5 separate regions of the Mus musculus genome follow, and regions 1, 2, 3 and 5 are each linked to region 4. A link is a contact called in public Hi-C, HiChIP or PLAC-seq and promoter capture Hi-C data. All regions are on one chromosome and are shown on one strand. The core of a region is the stretch at or near the end of the contact, and the rest is flanking DNA. Distances in the headings are between cores, read along the strand shown. Region 1 holds the start of Ltk (leukocyte tyrosine kinase). Region 2 holds the start of Mga (MAX gene associated). Region 3 holds the start of Spata5l1 (spermatogenesis associated 5-like 1). Region 4 holds the start of Hypk (huntingtin interacting protein K). Region 5 overlaps Rtf1 (RTF1, Paf1/RNA polymerase II complex component).

What was found. Promoter capture Hi-C pulls out the DNA fragments that hold promoters and counts their contacts. A called contact is a pair of places that touch in the nucleus more often than the background predicts. HiChIP or PLAC-seq counts read pairs in DNA pulled down with a chosen protein or histone mark.
Region 1: a contact with region 4 is called in a FOXA1 HiChIP or PLAC-seq map of pancreatic cancer cells. The contact joins the promoter of Ltk here to the promoter of Hypk in region 4. A contact is called at or near these places in 2 of 115 datasets of contacts at active chromatin or transcription factors (embryonic forebrain and pancreatic cancer cells).
Region 2: a contact with region 4 is called in a promoter capture Hi-C map of neutrophils, with 3 times the contacts expected there. The contact joins the promoter of Mga here to the promoter of Hypk in region 4. A contact is called at or near these places in 3 of 39 promoter capture datasets (the C10 cell line, liver and neutrophils) and 1 of 9 other capture datasets (liver).
Region 3: a promoter capture Hi-C map of pre-B cells shows a contact between it and region 4, with 8 times the contacts expected there. The contact joins the promoter of Spata5l1 here to the promoter of Hypk in region 4. A contact is called at or near these places in 2 of 39 promoter capture datasets (liver and pre-B cells) and 1 of 115 datasets of contacts at active chromatin or transcription factors (forebrain).
Region 5: a Hi-C map of B cells shows a contact between it and region 4, with 5 read pairs. The contact joins the enhancer-like site here to the promoter of Hypk in region 4. A contact is called at or near these places in 3 of 39 promoter capture datasets (liver and pre-B cells), 1 of 484 Hi-C or Micro-C datasets (B cells), 1 of 115 datasets of contacts at active chromatin or transcription factors (astrocytes) and 1 of 9 other capture datasets (liver).

The regions. Positions count from the first base shown.
Region 1 is chr2:119,759,088-119,761,787 of GRCm38.p6, forward strand. It overlaps Ltk (leukocyte tyrosine kinase), which reads right to left and starts at 1,344. Exons shown (of 20, transcript NM_203345.2): 1 at 1,165-1,344; 2 at 470-613; 3 at 208-379. The coding sequence starts at 1,207.
Region 2 is chr2:119,895,887-119,898,586 of GRCm38.p6, forward strand. It overlaps Mga (MAX gene associated), which reads left to right and starts at 1,342. Exons shown (of 24, transcript NM_013720.2): 1 at 1,342-1,460.
Region 3 is chr2:122,629,322-122,632,021 of GRCm38.p6, forward strand. Spata5l1 (spermatogenesis associated 5-like 1) reads left to right here and starts at 1,304. Exons shown (of 3, transcript NM_001033256.4): 1 at 1,304-2,438. The coding sequence starts at 1,365.
Region 4 is chr2:121,455,745-121,458,444 of GRCm38.p6, forward strand. It overlaps Hypk (huntingtin interacting protein K), which reads left to right and starts at 1,344. Exons shown (of 4, transcript NM_026318.3): 1 at 1,344-1,547; 2 at 1,902-1,957; 3 at 2,248-2,299; 4 at 2,405-2,696. The coding sequence starts at 1,362. The coding sequence ends at 2,500. It overlaps Serinc4 (serine incorporator 4), which reads right to left and starts at 1,020. Exons shown (of 12, transcript NM_001025371.2): 1 at 711-1,020; 2 at 247-411; 3 at 1-97. The coding sequence starts at 809.
Region 5 is chr2:119,697,288-119,699,987 of GRCm38.p6, forward strand. The region is part of intron 2 of Rtf1 (RTF1, Paf1/RNA polymerase II complex component); the gene reads left to right. Among named protein-coding and RNA genes, the nearest start is that of Rtf1, 24 kb to the left of the region's middle. Within about 2 kb of position 1,349, at least 35 of the 459 cell types and tissues checked have an H3K27ac peak or open chromatin away from gene starts, as enhancers often do. A contact at or near this core is called in B cells and pre-B cells, where this site is marked.

The sequences.
Region 1 (2,700 bases), core at 94-2,593, 1.7 Mb before region 4:
TTAACGGAGATGGCTGGAATCATCCAGCCCCATCTTCAGCCACCGTTGATTGGGCGGCCGTCCTGACGATGGTTAACTTAGGAGGAGGACAGACAATCGAAGTGACTGACACTAGACTTCTCTGCGGAATGTTTTAAGATAACTTCCCTGGTCTGTAGAACCTCAGCCTAAGAGGTGATTGCCACCCTCTTCCTGCTGGGCACTTACAGATACTGGCCTGTGTCTGGCACCCGCCACAGCTGCACGCCTTTGAGCGGCCCGGCAGCCCCCACTGTCACCATCACGCTGCTTCCTGTGTATGCCCCATCGCACTGTGTTTGTGTGGGTCCGCTCCTGCCGCTGGCGCCACAGGTGTTAAACACCCAAGGCCCCCGTGTGCCTAGGTACAAAGGGAGAAGGAAAAAGTTCCTCTCCAGGCCTAGGGATCTGGAGATGGTGAACCAAGAAAAGGGAGGAGCCTGAAACTCACCTAGAGGATTTGGGAGGGAAGCTGGCTCCAATTTACTGGGTGTGGGGGTGACTTTCTGCTCCTGGGAATTGAGTACCAGCACCGGCAAAAGCGAAGGTGTTAGAAAAGGTGTCTGGAACTCCGAGTTGGAGCAAAGAATAGTTCCTGAAAGGTGACAGGAAGAAGGGTTAGATGATGCAGAATGTGACAGGGGAGACATAAGAGATGGATAGCCACTCAGCAGTACCCTGCTTCCAGCCACACCCCGAATGCCGCCCAGCTGGTGCATACAGAGGCTGAAGCTAGACACCTACCACCCAACCGGGTTTCCCAAGCCTTGCAAGGTGTCTACATATATCATGACATATACATATATCTACATATATACATATATATATATATACATATATATATATATATATATATACATATATGTCTACATATATCATTCCAGAGCTCTCATGGAGTGACTTGGGGGCTGCACCGCTCTCTGTTGTACAGCACCCCACCACCTCTCCTCTCTCTAGCTTCCTCCCAAGTAGTGCCAAGGCCCCATCTGATTCTTAGATTCGGACGTGCTCCGCACCTTTCTTGCTGTACTCTAAAAGCACAAGGCCACCTTAGAAGGAACCATTGAGACCTGGTCTGTTGCTAATGCAGCCCCAAATCTAGTTGTCTCTGGTTGGCTGGTACCCTGACCACCAAACAGCACTTACCAGCAGCTCCCAGCCACAGCAGCAGCCGGTGGGAGCAGCCCATCGCCCAATCCCTTGGTTCCAGCAAAGGATGATGGTTGAGAACTCGATTCCCTAGCTGCAGTTTATAGGCGTGTCAGCAGTCTCAGAGCTATCACCACTACCCTGCCGACTTCCAACTGGCCTGTATACACTCACGTCAGACCCGGGAAATAGAAGGAAAAGGCGGAGCATGAGGACAGCGAGGTCCCCAGGCTTCTGGGAGGAGCCTTGCTGAGCTGAAGGGCTCTAGTCCCCACCTATGGCACACCAACAAACTAGTGAGTTCCTGGTAGGAGAAAAAGTTGACTCTACATTATACCTTTGTGATAGGCTGGACAGCACCTAGTACATGGCAGTAGCTTTTGTGGGTCTCAGGATAGCATCAATAGTGAATGGCTTTATTGGTGTCAGTGTTAGTTTAAGTGCATGATCACACATGGGAAGTATGTAGAGCCTCCAAAAATCCACCTGCCTCTGCCTCCTGGGTGATGGCGACTAAACTGTCCCCCATAAGGCATTATTGCTTGCCATTGCTGTGTCCCTTTCTGACCATGAGGCAGGACATCCCAGTACCTCAGAATCATGACTTTCTGAGTTTGTTGCACACTGTTCCTGTGGACAATTTCTTACTGCCATGACTGGATAAGGTGTTGAAAAATGTGGACAGTGTTGCTCACATTTGTAACCCAGCACCTGCCAAGTGGAGATGGGACCCCAAGTTCAGTGTTATCTTCTGCTTTCAAACTGGATGCCAGCCTGGACTTACATGAGACTTCCTCTCAAAAAGCTAATAGATATGTTAAAAAGATGTCAGAAGCCGGGTGGTGGTGGCGCATGCCTATGATCCCAGCACTTGGGAGGCAGAGGCAGATTTCTGAGTTCGAGGCCAGCCTGGTCTACAAAGTGAGTGCCAAGACAGCCAGGGGTACACAGAGAAACCCTGTCTCTGAAAGAGAAAAAAAAAAAAAAAGATGTCAGAAGATTCAAGTGCTAGCATTCCCAGGCAATGCAGAGTGGCTCAGCCACAGGCCACCAACTGCAAAATCACATGGAAGGATAGTTTTGTGTATTGTGTCCTTTATCTTTTGTTCAAAATGCTAATGTTAAGCCAGGCATGGTGGCTCATGCCTGTAATTCCTGCACTTGGAAGGCTGAAGCAGCAGGATTGCTATGAGTCCCCTCAAAACAAAAACAAAATCTTCCTACCAGAATAAATCTTTTGCAAAGGATCTCAGCTATCTGTAGAAGAGTGCAAATTTCTTTTTTTTAATTAATTTATTTGTTCAGCGCCCCACCCCCAGCCTCTCCCCTCAAGGTTCCTAATTTCTAATCCATGGGTATAAACCACCCAGGAGGCTAAAATCCCACCAGGGTCATTAGCACTGCACAAATAATGGTCTTGTGGGTTGCCTGACTCCCTGCCCTCTGCCGGCCTCCAAGGGGGAAAGCAAAGGTTACAGGAGGAGTTTCTTTGGGAGGAGGCAACTAAGGGAAGAACCATCCCAATAAACACAT
Region 2 (2,700 bases), core at 92-2,591, 1.6 Mb before region 4:
TGCGTATCTCCTCAGGAATAAATAGCTAAGTGAAACGAAGCAAGTCAGATCAACCCTGTTGGCTATCCTTGTCCTTCCTCTTGGCTCCATCCTTACATTCTTGGTTTCCTTCAAAGTGTTTGTATTGTCACTTAGCACAAAATAAGTTTTTCTATTATCTCTTGAGAGTGAAAAGTTTGGGAATATGGACTGCATTTTATGTTTTCTACTTAATTATTTCGTAATTACTCCTTTTCACTTTAAACATTTACTGGTAGGTTAGCAGCATGAAAGTAGTAAATGGTAGAGAAAAAAACCTAAAATTTTTGATGTTTGGTTGAGAATTATTGCTCTCTGACTTAGTTTGGCAATTGTCTGACATACTTGTTGGTTAATGTTTTCTTTACATTTTTAAGCTTCATTGTCTTGAAGAAGCAACAACAACAACAAAAATATACATTGTTGGTTAATGTTTTCTTTACATTTTTAAGCTTCATTGTCTTGAAGAAGCAACAACAACAACAAAAATATTCTTGACCATTTCTTTTTAAGACATCTTTCATCTTGGTATCAGGCAATTTAGTGGCAGCTCTTTTTCCTTTATAGAACCTTTCTTTGCTTTGCTTTTCATTCCAGCACGGTGTCTTGGCAGCCTAGCCTACTCTGGAACGTGAACTCACTATAGAATTCAGGTTAGCCTCGAACTCGCAGCAATCCTGCTTCAGCCTCAGTGTTGAGAATATAGGCATAAACTTCCATTCTCTGCGCTCAACAAGGCTTTCTCGAATTTTCCTAGTGTTCTTTGTTGGCGAATATTGGAAAATTGCTTACTCTTCTTTCGTGGTGTTTGCTTCAAGCTTTTCCAGTGTTCTGGTACTTTCCAACCCCATAGCACTTTGTACAGGAGGTCCTCCGTTTTTTTTTTTTTTTTTTTTTTTTTTTTGAAGGATTTGCGAAGCCAGGAGGTCTATGAAGCTTCATGTGGGTGGGGCTGGGTACGGCAGGGGCGGGGCCGGTGAGAAGTCTCTGGGAAAGGCTGAAGAGTCTTGTTGGGAAAGGCCTGGAGGGCAGTGGTTTCAGAATTTTCACGAAGGCTTCGAATACAGGATTGAGCGTATTGTGTACCTCTCTCCTGTCTCTCCTTTCCTGATTCTGGAAGCTTCATAAGTTCTTTCTGGATTACTAAAATGCGAAAAGGCTACGGCTTCGGCTCCGTGGGCGGAACCCAAGGGTCCTGACGCTGCTCCGGGCTGTTTGGCCTCCTGATGTTGGGGGAGGGGCAAAGAGGTGCTGCTCGCGCCTCCCTATGCGCCTGCGCGGTCGGCTCCAAGCTGGTAGGAGCGCGTGCGCAGTGACGTGGACATCCGGTGCGTGCGCAGGCTCTTCAGCTGAAGCGGACACACGGTGTGCGAACCCTTCAGAATAACCCTCCCCTAGAGGGATGTGAAGGACTCGGGGTGAGGCCGGCCACGCCCCGCACGGTAACTCTCGGGCCTGGGTGGAGGGCGTCGCTTCAATAGTGGCCCGATTGGAGTTTTTTTGAGTTTAAACCACTTGTGTATTTGAACGGCTTGCCCAGCGTTCCGCAGAGAGAGCTTCGCACGCCTGGGCCTGGCTGGGCCTTACGCTGTGCAGCCTTTGGTCCCTTGAGCGAGTTGCGCATGTCATCTCGCACGCCTCCCCGACCTCACTTCCGTGTCGCTCGGAGAACTAACTAGGAACATCGACGCCGGAGACCGAGACCACGAGGCGGGCGGGGTGAGAAGTGCCTACGGCACGGCCCTGCCCTCGCGTGCGTGGGGTGTTGAACAGCATGGCACGTTCCGCGTGACGATTTCTAGCCTGGTTATCGATGGAATAAGCACAGGTTTTAAGAGTTCAGCTCTCTGAGTTTCAACTCTCCGAGGGAAACAACCAATGTCTGTTTCTCCAAGGAACTGGATGCAGTGTTTTGACACCTATTCAAACATTTCCTAGCGTGTAATTTCGGGTCAAATTGAGGCAAGGCCCCGAATTTAATGAGGGGGCGATGAGTGAGTTGAATGAGAGTGAGAACTTTGTAAACAAAGGAGCTGTGATTTGTAAGTGCTAATTCGAAGGCGGAGAAAACAGGTAGGGAACAGGTGGTGGTTCCTTTTTCTCTTTCTGGGGTAACCTGACTGGTTTTCTGTCCATAGGACTTCCCGTTTCTGTTGAATTTTCAAGTACGTCTTTGAGTCGAGTGTAAGGTGCGCAAGGGCATTAGCCTTCTCTTTCGTTCCCCAAGAATGTCTCTTTTTCTCTGGCAAAAGGATGGTAGCAGGCATGGGTGAAGAGTGCCTGAAGAGTGGCTTGATTAGTAGAACGGGAAAAATCTCCGTCTGAGGGAGACCCACTCTTGTTCGCGTCGCCGAAGCCGACACGTGGATCTTGAGAAGTTAGGGCTCACTTATGCTCAGTCTGTGGGTGTTGTTGAGCTTGCCAAGCTTGCGTGTCCAAGTGCTTGGTCAACTCTGCCTGTCTTGCTGGCTTTTTGCGCACGACGCTGCTGCAGTTAAGGTGCAGGAGAGTAGCGAGAGGACTGCTGGGAAATGGGCTGGCGGGGTGACTAGTTGTGTAGTCTCCAAGGTAACCGAAAGCGGCTGAACAGCCTTAGGAACACAGGGTTCCGCCTGGCTGCACGTGATCCTTGGGACTCTACCCTGGAAGAGTTTTCTTTGCGACATTTTTTTCATGTTTGTG
Region 3 (2,700 bases), core at 54-2,553, 1.2 Mb after region 4:
TTTTCTTTTCAAGGTTTTCTTTTTCTTTCTTTCTTTCTTTCTTTCTTTCTTTCTTTCTTTCTTTCTTTCTTTCTTTCTTTCTTTCTTTCTTTCTTTCTTTCTTTCTTTCTTTCTTTCTTTCTCTCTCTCTCTCTCTCTCTCTCTCTCTCTCTCTCTCTCTCTTTCTTTCTTTCTTTCTTTCTTTCTTTCGATACCTTTCTCCATTCTGTAGTTTAGGCTTGCCTAGACCTCACTAAGTAGCCCAGGTAGAACTATAAATTGTTCTAATCCTTATTTAGTCTCCCAAATGTTGTGATATAGGTATGAACCATCACAGCAAGCTTAGAATGGTTTCCTGCAAGATTGTAAGTATGATGAATTCAGATGTATGGATGACTGAAACAATACAATGAAAATGGTCTGACTCAGAGGAGCAGGATGGGTTAAGGCTGCCTGGGAAAGATAATCTATAGTTTTACTGAGAATGTGTGAATGAGTTGAGGGCCCAGAAACACAATCCCTTCCTGATATTTGTGACACAAGGAGGGGAGTGGCTGTTTTAGTGGGGATGCTGTATATTTCTTGGCCAAGGTCAGAGAACTTTATAGTTTGGCCCTGAACGGGATCAGCCTCTTTATGCAACACGAAAAAACATGTACTGTCCTCCACACCATATCCCCACTAACTTAGCCTCTACCCCTGTTTTAAATCAGTGCTGAAATCTGAAAGGTTAAGTTCACTCTAATTGCCTCAGTGGGCATCAGTTATGACTCTCAGCTGTACCTTTCATGCGACCATGGTCAAAATATGCAGAGAAAAACCTCTTAAGATCACCCTATTAAACTTCCGTTTCCTGGTCAGTTCTTTACCACAGCTATCCACACGCACGCTAGCTTTCACACACATCCCTTTACATATTGAAGATGGTTATTATGTCTTATTATTAATGTCTTCTTTCCCATTTCTAGACGCTCCAAGTCTTTGGAACGAGGATAAAAGATCTTTCATAAGATGCGAGTATCATGATTAATTTGGCGGGTATTTTATTTACACCTTGTTTATATCTGTAAGCACGTTACACCTTGTCAGCAGTTTGGGTTTTCTTTTTTTCCTTAAGAAATCTTTTTACTTCACAAAATGAAAACTCTTATGGCCTAATGGAGCAGCCGTATGTCTGTCAGATGCCAGCGGAGACCTTTTCATTGAGGCTCTTGGACCGACTACCGGGCGTCTGATGTTTATGGAGAGCCAGGCTTTTCTCACTTTCCCAGAAGTCCTTTCGACCGTCAATCAGAGGCTTGTTCCTTCTTGGCGCATGCGCGCCGCCTGCATCCGGCAGCCGGGTGGATTGCTGCCGGGCTTTCCCCGGCGTGGTTCCCCGAGTCATGGCTCCGGACTCGGGGCCCTTCCCCGACGGACAACTTTTGAAGCTGCTGCCGGTGGATCCCCGGGACCGGGACACCCAGCGCTGCCGCCTGGGGCCGGCCGCCTTCCGCAGCTTGGGTGCGCGCCTGGGCTCGCCGCTGAGGATCTCGTTGCCCGCCGGCGGCTGCTGCCTCTGCACGGCCTGGCCGCGGCGCGACAGGGTGGATGGCTTTGTGCAGCTGGACCCGCAGTGCGCTAGCCCCGGGGCCCGGGTGGCCACGGGGAGGATAGGTATGGACTGCTTGCAACCCGTGCCCTGTCCGCCCCTGCGGCGCCTAGAGGTGTGGCCGGTGCTGCGGCCCCAGGCGGGAGCCCCGAGTTCCGCCGCGGTGCTGGAGGTAGTGCACGAGCTGCTGCGCAACCGGCCTGTGTCTCGGGGACACGTGGTGACCACCCCGCCGGGTGTCCCCGGCCCTGTCGCAGCTCTGCACGTGATGGGCGGGACACCGGACCCAGAGCCCGGCGGGTGGGTCACACCGCATACCCGCATCACGCTCAGTGACAAGCCTCCGCCACAGGTCGAGCCTCCCGGGGAGGTGACCCTTGGGGGTCTGTCGGAGACCGCCGACTCCCTACGGGAGCTGCTCCGCCTGCCGCTGCGCTACCCGCTCGCCCTAGCCGCGCTGGGGCTGGCTGTGCCCCGCGGGGTGCTCCTGGCGGGCCCCCCGGGAGTGGGCAAGACCCAGTTAGTGCGGGCCGTGGCGCGCGAGACTGGCGCCGAGCTGCTGGCGGTGAGCGCCCCGGCGTTGCAGGGCTCCCGGCCCGGGGAGACCGAGGAGAACGTGCGGCGCATCTTCCAACGAGCCCAGGAGCTGGCCAGCCGCGGACCCAGCCTCCTCTTCCTGGACGAAGTGGATGCCCTGTGTCCCCGGAGAGGCGGCCCGCACCGAGCTCCCGAGAGCCGAGTGGTGGCCCAGGTGTTGACGCTGCTGGACGGCATCCACAGGGACAGGGAGTTTGTGGTTGTGGGAGCCACCAACCGGCCAGACGAGTTAGACCCAGCGCTTCGCAGGCCGGGCAGGTTTGACAGAGAGGTAAAGTTCCTGAAAGCTCGCCTTTTTGGAATGTTGGGTCAGGCAGGAGTTGTAGATCACTTGTCACATGCAAGCTAGAACCTGGGTTCAAATCGTTCTGGGAAGCAGGATGGTCATTTGCTTTGTTGAAGTAACTAATCCTGATGCATGCATATTAAACTGAAATAGCCTTTGGAATGAGAACTTAGTCACAGTAAGAGAAGGCAGGGAAGGTGAATAAAAACAGGCATAAGCCCTTAAATGTATTCAAATGTCAGGATAC
Region 4 (2,700 bases), core at 94-2,593:
TTCCTGCACACACTCGATACACAGCGCCAGAGCCACTGAGAACTGGGCAGTCCGAGCTGCCAAACAGGTGGGCACATAGCACTGAGGGCATCTGGATCTGCAGGGAGTTGGTTGTGAGAAAAGTCAGGGCCAGCCACAATCTATGGACAGTCTCAACTTTTTACTGGTAGGTTGACTCCTTTGCTCCCTGTCCCAAATCTTAAAGGTTTTTTTTTTTCCCTCACATTGCAACCCTTGCCGACTTACCCCATGTGCTTTGCCCCAGACCCTTTCTACCACTGTCTTCGAAAGCAGGAGGCAGCAGATTGCTGAGGCTCCCACGTGGAGGAGGATGTAGAGCAGGCGGCTACACCTAGACTCTGTCAGAGAGTGGCAGCCACTGGTCCAAGAAACAGGTCCACAGCAGGATGCCTGGGGATAGAAGCAATGCAGAGTTTTTCAAAGGGTGTGGGGTTAACCAATGGTCAAATTCCCAAACCCTCCATCCTTCTGTCTGGTTATGAGCCTCTTAGGATTACCTTCCACAAAGCACTAGTAAGGTTTTCATTGCAAGAACTTTAAACTTTGGTGTATTCTTGAACCACTTAACTTTTTCCTAATGATCTATGGCTGGGAATGTGGAATGAGATGTTTACCTATTACCCAGGCAAAGAACCAGGTTTCTCATCCCAACTCCTAGCTTTTTAGCTATCTCTTCCCAAATGTCTCACCTGATTGAAGGGGGTTTCCACTACATTACTGACTCCACCGTGCTGCTGTGCAAGACCCTGGGTGGTGCTCCGGCCGGTGACAACTTTTGCACCCATCATTTTTGTTAGATGTAGATCCAGTATTGGAAAAACTGACGAGAAACAGCAGCTTCTCGGGATTTTCGCCCATTGGACAGTCGCTTTGCTGGCCTAATCATTCGTCTTAAGGCAGCATAGACATGTCATAAAATGAATACAGGTTACCAGGAAGTGGTAGATAGATGCAAATAGTCTTGTGAAGATGCCTTCGCCGGGCTTCCTATTCGGGATCATTCGGACTGTTATTCTGAGATTAGGAGCAGTTGGCCTATCAGGTCTAGGGATTAGGTTTTTTAATTGGTTTAGGATTAGCCACCTTGATTGGACAGAATTCCATGTGTGTGTCTCTATGTGTGAAAGGATTGCTCTTAGGAACAATGTGCCTTGGTGGTGTGGGTAGTGAACAGATAGTCGAAGGAGACTGCAGAAAACAAGCTGGAGAGGAAGTCAAAAGCGAACCTCTTTGCTAGCTGAAGCTTCTCAAGACAGGCACAAAGGTGTGGTCCACGCCTACCCCGCCCCTTATCTGGGCGGAAGCTGTGAGGGTTGCCGGAAGTTGTGAAGCGGCAGCCTATGCGGCGGCGCGGTGAGATCGAAATGGCGACCGAGGGAGACGTGGAGTTGGAGTTAGAGACCGAGACCAGCGGCCCGGAGCGGCCTCCCGAGAAGCCAAGGAAACATGACAGTGGTGCTGCTGACCTAGAGCGGGTTACTGACTATGCGGAGGAGAAGGAGATCCAGAGTTCGAATCTTGAAACGGTGAAGTTGGCTGGGAGCTTGTATGAGGGGTTGAGAGAGGGGCGGGAGAGAGGTGAGACTGACCGGTTTGCTGCTCACTGGGGCTCCGGGAAGGCTGATAGCAATGGTGGGATTTGGCAGTAGGGTGGGGCTAAGCGACAGCACCCACCCAGTCTGCTGTTTGCTTAAGAATTCGATAGAGATTGGGCCTAAATAGATCTCATGTGCACGAAATTAGGCGTAGTCCTTTGGTCCTGAGAACACTCGTAGTTGTGAATACCTGAAAACCACGTGGTTTTTATTTTTGGTATTGCGTTTTAGATCAGAAAATTTGCGTGGCACGGTGGTAGATAACTTGACTCGTGTTTTCTACAGGCTATGTCCGTCATTGGAGACAGACGGTCCAGGGAACAAAAGGCCAAACAAGAGCGGTAAGTTTAAAGCACACCACCAGCACTACCGGTAGGTCCTCGTTCTCCAGGGGAAAAAAAAGTTTACGTCTTTAACCAATTTCTACAGATCTAGGGATTACAACTTTGTTAGTGGAAGGAAAGATTCCAGGATACCTTACTGTAAAACCTCCAGGGGAAAGAGTTGGCGCGTTTATTTGCTATTTTCAGTAAACCTTGTTCCACCCATTTTCAGTGAGTAGCTGGGAGTGTTCCTTCTGGGAGTTTATAGCAGAGGCAGAGAATGAAAAGAAATGTATAAATATTTACAGGGAGAAGGAACTGGCGAAGGTCACTATCAAGAAGGAAGATCTGGAGTTGATAGTGAGTATTAATTTTTTAATGGATTCACAAGAGAAGTGCTACCTAATTTGGGCTCCTGAAACAAGTGGAGAAGAGGCTTTGGTGACGTGATTTTCCCTTTTGCAGATGACGGAAATGGAGATCTCTCGAGCAGCAGCAGAAAGGAGCTTGAGGGAACACATGGGCAATGTGGTGGAGGCTCTTATTGCCCTAACCAACTGATAATGTGCTTTTTTAGACATTCTGGACTGACTGACTGACTGAAATAAAGTGTTCTGTTTTGCTGTTTTTTTTTTTTCTTCAGTTTCATCTCAGATCAAATGCATTATATATTCTATTTTATTGTCAGTTTCTATGTTGGACCTTGATGAAACTGTGTGAACAATCAGTATAAAGAAGTACCTAATGTTCAAATGCAGGCT
Region 5 (2,700 bases), core at 99-2,598, 1.8 Mb before region 4:
TGACATAAGCTTGCATTTACTCTTCAGTTTCTCTGATCCTTGCAACCTTCAGGATAAAAAGTAAACAAAACACCAAAGTTCAGAAACCATGGCTTCTTAGATACCTCTCATGTGGCTGTTAGTATCTAGAATAAGAAATACAGAGCCCTCCTGTCAAACACCCAGTTCATATAAAAATCCCATAATGCTAAGGATCTTAGAGATCACCTGGACTCCTGTATTCCTCAGATAAGAAAATAGAGGCTTGCACCTTTCACAGGTAGCAACAGAGCTACCCCTTCACTACTGCCTCAGTCCCCGAACAAATCATGAAATTTAGCTCATTCCTTTACTTCGTCCTTCCTGGAGGAAAAATCAGAACATCAATTCTGACCTGTTTTTCCTCACTCCCCTTACTGTTTCACTCTGACAATGAAAGACTTCATTTGTCCTGTGTTGAGAGTCACAGGACAAGGGAATAAAGGTTTTGAAGGAACAGGTGAGCAGTCTCTAGCTTAAAGATGAATAAGATAATTCTGTATTGTTTCTCTTGCCTGTCTTCCCTTATACTTTAATAGAATCTGTATTGTGGGAGAGTAGGTATTGCACAATATTTGATATATGTGCTTAGACCAAAAACATAGGAATATCTGACTTATAGATTTTATTGTAAAATACTACAAATATGATCTACTCTCCAGAGGCCAAAAAAAAAAAATCTTGGGATGATTATTGGAACTCTTTGAGTCTCCCTGAAATTCTCAGATTTTAAGTATTTACCCATGGGTAGTAGGAATACAAACAGTTCCCTGTACTTAGGTGCTCAGAACTAAACAGAAGTCTTTGGACTCCACCGAGTGTTTGGTCATCAGGTGGACACCTTCAGCCGGAAATTTGTTTTTTAAAAAGTGTTTTCATTAATTTTTTTGTGGGCAGGCATAAGTCACAGCACACATGTTGGAGGCCAGCACAACTGTCAGAAGTTGGGTCTCTGCTCCCACTATGTAGTCATTAAGCTTGGCAGCAAGTTCCCTTACCCACTGAACATTTCACTGGCTTTAGGTACAGCATTCTAATTCCCCATAGGGTCACTGGTTGCATTAATTGGCTATTTTCCTTTGGAGGCCTGAGTCAGGCTCATGGGGGCTGGTGGGTGTGTGGTGCAGCTTTGTATCTTCTTTTGGAAATTGTTGGAAGAAAATCAACCAATACCCTTTTCACATTTAGGTTTAGCAAAAAGCTCTCTTTTAAATTGGCATTTAAGTTTTTTCTGTTTTTCTTCCATTTTAACCCTTGTCTTTTGTCCCTCCCCATAAAGCAGTGTCTTATGCAACAGTTGCTGGGCTCACACTTAGGCAGAGAAAAAGGAAGTGGAAGGACAAGAAGCCAGTGGCTTCACTAGTGTGACTCTAGGTAGTTTTTGCTCTGGTCCGTGCCCACCTCCCCAGGGAATCCAGAGTTTGGCTCTGTTGCACATTAGAAACCCACACCTGTCGGCAAAACCAGCCCTAGCCACTCTGGCTCACATGGGACCCTGATAGTGCAACCTTTTACTCTAAACCACCTCACATTTCTGTTGAGGAGTCCACAGTATTCAAACACTGTTTGGGAAAAGTGGATTGAGGCCATTTTCCTAACACAATAGATACAGAGTACTATGTGCATTTTTGTGCTATTTCTTGTAACAAGAATCAATGGAACAATATACATTACTGGTTCTAATATTGTCTGCATAAAAAATTGATGTAGTTTTAGCTCATTTAGCAAAAACTGAACATTGTGGACTGTTTTGAATTATTTTACACTGACTTGAAAATCATATTCCTTAAGGATTTAAAATTAGAAATGCCTAAAACTTCAGGTTTAAGAGAAAATTACAACTTCGTTCTAGATGATGATCTAGGTGTTGGAATGCAAATTTATGTATAACAGGCACTATTCACTCTCATAGTATTTCATAACATGCAGGTGTTTTCTTTTCATTCCTCATTAAATGGAAAAGTAAGTGGCAGTTAAAGGGACTGTGTCCCAGGTGTAAGTCAGCACTCGGGAGCAGTGACAGATTGAGTTCTACCTGGGCTCTGTAGGAAGACTTGGTCTTCAAAAACAGAGCAAGTCATCTTCAACAGTGTCTTTATCAAGATGAAGTAAGAGTGTGGGTCTTAGGGATAGCCTCTGTGGGAAACTAATAGGATGGCTACTTCTCCAGAATTACCAAAACAACAGAAACTACCCATCATAAATGTACTGCACTGGGTTTACCGTCATCCTATTAGAGTAGGAGCAAAGATGCTGTATTTTTGCTAAATAGTAGATATAGACATTTTAGGGTTTTTTGTTTGTTTGGTTGGGTGGCTTTTGGTTTTTCGAGACAGGGTTTCTCTGTATAGCCCTGGCTGTCCTGGAACTCACTTTGTAGACTAGGCTGGCCTTAAACTCAGAAATCCACCTGCCTCTGCCTCCCAAGTGCTGGCAGCCACCACTGCCCGGCTGAAATTTTAGTTTACAGATTTGAATCTTCTGTGCTGATGAAAGGGTCATCATAATTTAGTAGACATTCCTTGTAGAATGGAAATTAAAAAGTAGACTACAATTCATCATTTTGTTTTTCAGCTAAAGTCATTCTAAAACAGCAGGTTAAAATATCAGAAGACTTTTTGGATAGAATTGCAAGCATGTGCTACCTATTGTTTTAATGACCAGATTTCAGGTTCCTTAAGT